Regions from separate parts of the Pan troglodytes genome. Here region 1 is linked to region 2. The links are chromatin contacts, called in public Hi-C maps. All regions are on one chromosome and are shown on one strand. The core of a region is the stretch at or near the end of the contact, and the rest is flanking DNA. Distances in the headings are between cores, read along the strand shown. Region 1 holds the start of BLOC1S5 (biogenesis of lysosomal organelles complex 1 subunit 5). Region 2 holds the start of BMP6 (bone morphogenetic protein 6).

Region 1 (3,956 bases), core at 425-2,924, 340 kb after region 2:
GAGAACAATCTTTCAGTATTCAATAAAGTTGCAGACACGTATACCTAGCATTTTCATGCCTAGGTATGTACCCTAGAAAACTCTTGCACAAATGAGTAAGGCCATTTATACATATTTATTACAGCATAGGTGTAATATCAAAAGAAAAAATGCAAAACACCTTAACCATACTCATACAATGGAATTCTATCAATCACCAAGTAAAAATAAATACATCAGTTACATTTATCAACATAAATATAAAAAATAATACGTATTTTATAATAAATATAATAAAAAAGCAAGTTTCAGAAGGATTAAAGCAATTTACATAAAACTTTAAAATATTCAAAATATTTCCTTTTGGGATATAGACAGAAGCAACAAAACTATAAAGACATGCACAATAATAATAAACACCAAATTCTGGATAGTGGCTACCTTGAGAGGAGGGAGGGGAACTAGTGCAATTAGAGCAAGACACAGTGGGGCTTTTAGTAATTTCTTTATTAAGGTGGGTGGTGAATGTTCATTGTAAGTCTCTTTTTCATAAGTCTGAAAAAGTCATTAAGAAAAGGTCTGAATTTAAGTCTTTTGGTGAGTCAGTTTATTATTCTTCTTAGTTACAACTACGTAGTTTAAAATGTAAGTCTCAAAATTCCTTGAGAAATGAAATCTAAGACAATGTATTATTCATATTCATTCACTGGCAATGTTCCCCAAATTTTTCATTTTTGCAGACATACGATGGGCAGGTTTCAATTCTCTATTTTAATGAATTTTATTAGGACATATCTTCTTAAGCATGTCAAGTAGAAAAAATAAGAATACAAGCACTGTATATAAGCACTTTATATCTAGTATATATAAAGCACTACAACTCAACTGTCAAAGACTTTCACGCAGCAAACAGCGTTGTGAGCTTTAGGAGTCAAACCTAAAGCAGATTCTGTGAGAATCTAGGTTGTAACCTTCTCCCAGCTCAAAGCACACAGAACACATGGACATTTCTGAACGTGAATGGTTCTTTAAGGTGCTATAGAGCGCTTTCGTAAGTGTATCTCACTTACTCCTCGCACGACCAGGAACAGATCGGGTAGGAGAGTGAGTAAAGCCAGTGACCCGAAGTCACTCAACTCCTAAGCGACTGCCTCCCGCCTCCCAGGTCCAATGCCCTTTCCACTACACGTCGGTGGCGAGGCTGCCCAAAGGCTCTGCGCCCAGGGGTCCTGAGCTTGCGGAATGGACGGGGGCGGGCCTGATGGCTCAGGCTGCGACAGAGGAAAGCGGGGAAACACGAGGAGTTGGGCTGGTTGGTTGTGGTGGGACGCATTTGGCGCGGGGAAAAAGGCGGGGACCGACCACGACTCCCCCACCCGCACAAACGCACGCGCGCCAGCCCGGGAGCCGGGGGTCGGCCCGGGTCAGAGGGCGCCGCCTGGGAGATGAGGCTGTGCTGGGATCCACCAGGAACTATAGCCCTGACACTCCGTACCCTTGATAATGAGGTGCGCTGAGCCCGCAGTCCCCAGGGAGTCCCTCTTCTTGCTGCCACCGCCCGGGGCGGCCTCACAACCCACAGGGGTCTCTGTCCCTCCGCCACTCATCCCGACCAGTTCCGCCCACCCGCGGCCACGCTGCGCCTGCGCAAACCCGGCCGCCCTCTTACAAGGCACGCCCGGGTTTTGTTTTGTTTTTTGCGTCATTACAGGGCGCCGGAGAAATTTAATCTACCCAGCGGGCGGTTCCGGAAAGGCGCCTGCCGTGTAGTCAGGGTGTGAACTGGCAGAAGCTCTTGCCGCCATGCTGGATCAGGGCGGATGCTGCTAGAATAGGAAAGTGCTTGAACTTTGGAGCTAAACTCAGAGCCCTGGTTATTTGGCTCAAGGCTGGTGCATTCCAGTACAGTTGTCCTCCCATATCTGCTGAGAATACATTCCAAGACCCCCCAGTAGATTCCTGAAACTGCATATAGTACTGAACCATGTATATACTGTTTTTTCCTGTATATACATATGATAAAGTTTAATTTATAAATTAGGCACAGTAAGAGATGAACAATTAGAACAATTTAATAAAAGTTATGTGAATGTAGTCTCTCTCCCAAAATATCTTATTGTACCGTCCTGCAGGTAATGAAACCACAGAAAGTGAAACCTCAGATAAATGGGGACTACTGTATAGCAAAGCCAATTAGCTGGGGGCTGTTTCCCTACTATGCCATGAGTGTGGCAGACTTCCTGCCTTTCTTTTTAGACACCTGTTTCCTAGAATGCTTCTCTTGCTCCCTCTTTCTGTTCAAGTCAGTAAACTTACGTTGTATAATAAAGAATTTGACTGGACTTTGACTCTGGTTCCTGGGAGGTACCCTCAATCCTTGGAATTTCCCAAGTGATAGAAGTGTCTTTGTTATTCATGGTGGGCCTCTGGAAATACACCTGAGTTTATGCTAATGAGATGGCTCATGGAGGGCCCAAGATGATTTCAGAATGGAGGCTGGCCACACCAGAAGGGCCGGCCAACCATGAGGGCTTAGGCTTTGAGCCACATAAGCAGGCCCACCTCTGGGGAGCAGATTGGGGCTGGAGACTGAATTCAGCCATGTGGCCAGTGATTTAACCAGCTATGCCTACATAATGGAACCCCAGTGAGTACTCTGGATGTGGAAGCTCAGGTGAGCTTACTGGTCGATAATCATTCATCAAAGTGTCAGGAGGGGGAAGCGTTCCTGAGGACACGTAAGCTTCTATTTGGGAAATCTCCCACATCTCGCCCTATACATCTCTTCATTTGGCTGGTCCTGATATGTGTCCTTTATAATAAAACTGTAATAGCAAGGAAAGCACTTTCTTGAGTTCTATGAGTCATTCTGTGAAACCTGAGGGAGTAAAGCGAATAGCAATGAAACATCATGTGTAGAGAGAAGCTGCGTGGGTGAGAACTGAGGCACCCTAGCAGAGAGTGCTCAGGCCCTGGGCATATGACAGAGACAGCTGGTCAGAAGTGCAGGTGGCCTGGGAACCCCAAAGCTTGTGGCAGGTGTCTGAAGGGGCATCTTGAGGAGGACCATGCTTTGACCTCTGAAGTCTGTGCTAACTTCGGATAGCACTGCAGTTTAACAAACACTTACATGGCACTTGCTACATGCCAGGTAATACTGTAAGTGGTCTACAAATTTGCATTCATTTAATCCTCATGGCCGGCCTTTGAAGTAGTTATTATTATTGTCCTCATTTTACAGATGAGGAGGCTGAGGCACAGAGAGGTTAAATGACTGCCTGACTTGTATGTGGCAGAAACAACTGCCTCTGTGTCTCTGTGTATGTGTTTAAGCATAGGTGGTGGGTGAAGAGAGAGTGGGGAAGGGAGATTTGGAGAGAAGGGAGAGAGAAGCCATATTAACTTTAACAGGCCACATGGGCTTTTCATTTTTTCATTCAAAAACATTTAACAAATACGTTATTGAGCAGCTGCTATGTGCCCAGCATAGTGCTAGGAGCTAAGACACAGTGGTGAACAAGACTAATGCAGCCTTTTCCTTTCCTCATGCAGCCTGCAGGGGAGCCAACACTGAATAAGTACACAATTACTTTTCTGCAAGTCTGTTGCTTGTAGCCTGTGAATATGTGTTCTAGCCATTTGATTATACACTATTAAGTTGTATTGTTCTCTGGGATGGTGAGGTCCAGCATATGCCTCTGTTCTCTCTCCGCTTTTATATAAATCTTTACACTGCGGCTCAGACAGCTAGGAGACTGAGAAGCAACATTGGCAGTGCCATTTCGCCTGGCACATTCAGCTGCTATGAGTGTGTCCTTGGTCTTTGACCCATGAAATCTCCAGAGTTTTGAGGCTAAAATGGGACTCTTATCCTCTCCCTGAAGGTCTTGTATTGTTTCTTATTGTCTCTGGATTGATGAGACTTTTCCTGTATTTTTAAATGAAATTTTTATTGAGATATTTGTAGCTTCTCATGC
Region 2 (3,766 bases), core at 743-3,242:
AATTCATTTATGTTTCGTATATATCTCATATACATAGTCTGAAGGTAATTTAATACAATATTTCAAATAATTTTGTGGATGAAAATTTTGACTGTGTTTTGACCATGTCCCATCCTATGAGGTCAGGTGTGGAATTTTCCATCTGAGGCATCATGTCAGCTCTCAGAAATCTTTAGATTTTGGAGCATTTTGGATGTCAGATTTTTGGGTTAGGGATGCTCAACCTCTACAATAGGTGGGTCACGCCTTGATTTTGTGTTTTAAATGACAGCCCCACCAAGGTGCCCTCATCCATGCTTGAAATGTTGAGTTTCCTGTGTCTTCCCCACTGCCCTCGTAGGTAGAAAGTCTTTTACTCTGCCTGCATCTCACCAGAAGTCTTATGAAGAAGGTGCAACTAGGTTTAAAAAAGGAGGCTCTTGGCAGGAAGCCTAGGTGTATTTGCTGAAATTTCAGATCTTCTGAGCAGAGCTCTTGGCTGCTGTGGGGCACTGCAATGAATTTATGTCCCTAACATGTTCCCTACAGAAAAAAGAAGTGACAGGGCTCTTGAATTCTAAGGGTCCTGGCATCCCAGACGAAGTATCGTATTATCTTTTCGGATGGAAGAAATCCCTGTAGAGATGGTTAAAGACTGGCATTCAGGGGTGCTAAGTTTTGTGCCCTGAAATTAATAGCTTTCAGATATTTGTAGAAATAAAGACTCTTCTAAATGACCACTTGTGTCTGGGCCAAGACAGAACTAGAAAGAAGGACTCAGTGGGTAGTTGGAGTCAGTGGTGTTCTCTATTTACCCATGAGAAATAGATTCTTGGAAATAGGATAGGAATGCTTATAAGATTTCGACCAACAGAAAGCCTATGATCTCATAAATTCATGAATCCCACAGTCTATAATCTATTTGACTTCACTCTCAAATGCCTAGGACCATTTGGACTAAGGCTGGCAGTCAGAAAATTGCAGTTTTTATTTTCAACTCCACACAATTTTCACCAAGTAAAAAACCTTCATGTTTTACGTGAATTTGCTTCTACCATCCATAGATGACTGGATGTTCTTGGGCGGGGTAAAGGCAAATGAATTTGCGTCCTCGTTGGCAAATGGTGTTGGTGGTGGTGTTATCTTGTCTAAAATCCACAGCAACCTGTGTTTCAGGACCCTGTCTATTGTCCTGACCATTCAGAATGCATGCCAAGCCCCTGCTCTTCCTGGAGTTATCTTTATCACCTCTCCTCAAGTTTTATCTTGCACCATATAAGTCACATTGTATTTCAATATTAAAATGCAACATTAATAGATAAGCTGGAGAATCAAGACATTTCCAAGAAGACAGGGGACGCTTTTTCTAATATATTGTCTGATTACACCCTCTTTCTTTAGCTTAAGAAGCCAAACCAAAGCACAAATGAACAGATAAGTCAACACATCCGACCCCAAACTCTCAGGACGCTGGCTTGGGTTACATGTGGCCCTCTCTGTGGTCAGTTTGTGAGTAGCCTCCCCGGAGGGTGTGTCCCAACTTCCAGCAGCTGCCGTGGAAAGCCACGTGTCCGCTAAACGCCTACATTACATCAATAAGAGAAACTAAGGAAGGGATGGAAAAGCTATCATTTTTCTTTTCTTCCTCAGTTCTGGCACTATAGTGATTTAATCGCTGTTATTATTTTTATTTAGTTAAAGCATCAACTTAGGCCGTTTAAATGATGGTAAAAGAGAAAGCTTCAGATCGGGGTATTGGTCAGATCATTCTTACTAGCGATGACCTCTTCGCCTTTGGCACCTCGCGGCTCTTTGCATGCCTCCAAGACTTCCCGGGTCTTGAAACCTACGCGCGGCGGAGGCGACGCCTCTCGGGAGAGGGAGGGTGAAAGAAGGGGCGGGGCTATTTAAATAGCCCGCGAGCTTCGCGTCCCCATTGGCTGCCAGCCTGTCGGTTACCGCGGGGCGGGGAGTCCCAGGGCTGGAGTGCGGTACCTGAGCCGGGCGCGCAGCAGAAAGCCCACGTTGGCCGCTGCGGGGAGCGCGGCGTGGAGAGGCGGGAGACCGAATTCCGGCGCCGCCGCCGCGGCCGCTGCTCGGTGCACTAGCCCCCTACCTTCCCATCCTTTCTGCCAGCGGGTTTGCTGGGCAGCCGGGCGACCGCCGAACGGAAAGCAAGATCCTCGCCGCCTCCGCTTGAGGAGGCGTGCGGCGCGCGGAGATTTTGAGTGGGAGCGACGGTGCTCGAGAGCTCAGGGGCGCGGAGTTCGTGAGCGAGAAGGAAGTTAAACCTCGCGGAACAGACTGGCATTTCGGGACGCCTTGTCGCCGCAGCCTGGGCCCTGCAACGGGGTAAACTTCATGGTGGCCCTGCGATCCGGGGAGGGGCGTGCGCCACGGTGATGCCGGGCATCTCCCGCAGCTCGTGAGCGGTCCCGCTCCCCGCTGCCCCGGGTCCCACTCAGTCGCCAGGGAGAGCGCGGGGCAGCGCACGTGTGCGGCCAGCGAGGCCCAGAGTGACCGCGCCGCGACTCGCAGGAGCCAGGGCCGCAGGCTGCAGCGCAGCCCGGACTCGGACGCACCTGGCCTGGACCGCGCGCCTCTAGAGATCTGCGCGAGGCTGTGAGGCTCCGCTTCCTCCCCTCCAAGCGGTTCTCCTGGTGATCGCCCCTTCGCCACCTCTCTAGCCTGGGCAACTGGGGGCGCCCCGGACGACCATGAGAGATAAGGACTGAGGGCCAGGAAGGGGAAGCGAGCCCGCCGAGAGGTGGCGGGGACTGCTCACGCCAAGGGCCACAGCGGCCGCGCTCCGGCCTCGCTCCGCCGCTCCACGCCTCGCGGGATCCGCGGGGGCAGCCCGGCCGGGCGGGGATGCCGGGGCTGGGGCGGAGGGCGCAGTGGCTGTGCTGGTGGTGGGGGCTGCTGTGCAGCTGCTGCGGGCCCCCGCCGCTGCGGCCGCCCTTGCCCGCTGCCGCGGCCGCCGCCGCCGGGGGGCAGCTGCTGGGGGACGGCGGGAGCCCCGGCCGCACGGAGCAGCCGCCGCCGTCGCCGCAGTCCTCCTCGGGCTTCCTGTACCGGCGACTCAAGACGCAGGAGAAGCGGGAGATGCAGAAAGAGATCTTGTCGGTGCTGGGGCTCCCGCACCGGCCCCGGCCCCTGCACGGCCTCCAACAGCCGCAGCCCCCGGCGCTCCGGCAGCAGGAGGAGCAGCAGCAGCAGCAGCTGCCTCGCGGAGAGCCCCCTCCCGGGCGACTGAAGTCCGCGCCCCTCTTCATGCTGGATCTGTACAACGCCCTGTCCGCCGACAACGACGAGGACGGGGCGTCGGAGGGGGAGAGGCAGCAGTCCTGGCCCCACGAAGCAGCCAGCTCGTCCCAGCGTCGGCAGCCGCCCCCGGGCGCCGCGCACCCGCTCAACCGCAAGAGCCTTCTGGCCCCCGGATCTGGCAGCGGCGGCGCGTCCCCACTGACCAGCGCGCAGGACAGCGCCTTCCTCAACGACGCGGACATGGTCATGAGCTTTGTGAACCTGGGTAAGGATTTGGGGTAACGTAATGACGAGAACATTTCCCCCTTTTCAGTGTCCCGGGCCCAGGGGATGGAGTGAGGGGGTGGAGGAGCTCCCGGCGCGCGGGTCCTGCCTGGTACGCCAGAGAACGCGGGGACAGGCAGGCTGTGCTCCCGCCACCTGCGCGGCGGTGGGGCGGCACATGCGCTCCCCCGCGCCGCGGGCAGGGCTGCGCGCCGAGGCCCCCAGAGGCGGCTGGCCGGTCGGGCCGCGGGGCTCC

The links. A called contact is a pair of places that touch in the nucleus more often than the background predicts.
Region 1: a Hi-C map of stem cell-derived neural progenitor cells shows a contact between it and region 2, with 4 times the contacts expected there. The contact joins the promoter of BLOC1S5 here to the promoter of BMP6 in region 2. A contact is called at or near these places in 4 of 7 Hi-C or Micro-C datasets (blood, induced pluripotent stem cells and stem cell-derived neural progenitor cells) and 1 of 1 datasets of contacts at active chromatin or transcription factors (stem cell-derived excitatory neurons).

What each region holds. Positions count from the first base shown.
Region 1 is chr5:14,012,980-14,016,935 of NHGRI_mPanTro3-v2.0_pri, forward strand. It overlaps BLOC1S5 (biogenesis of lysosomal organelles complex 1 subunit 5), which reads right to left and starts at 1,675. Exons shown (of 5, transcript XM_001166060.7): 1 at 1,475-1,675. The coding sequence starts at 1,586.
Region 2 is chr5:13,676,196-13,679,961 of NHGRI_mPanTro3-v2.0_pri, forward strand. BMP6 (bone morphogenetic protein 6) reads left to right here and starts at 1,993. Exons shown (of 7, transcript XM_003950711.6): 1 at 1,993-3,511. The coding sequence starts at 2,851.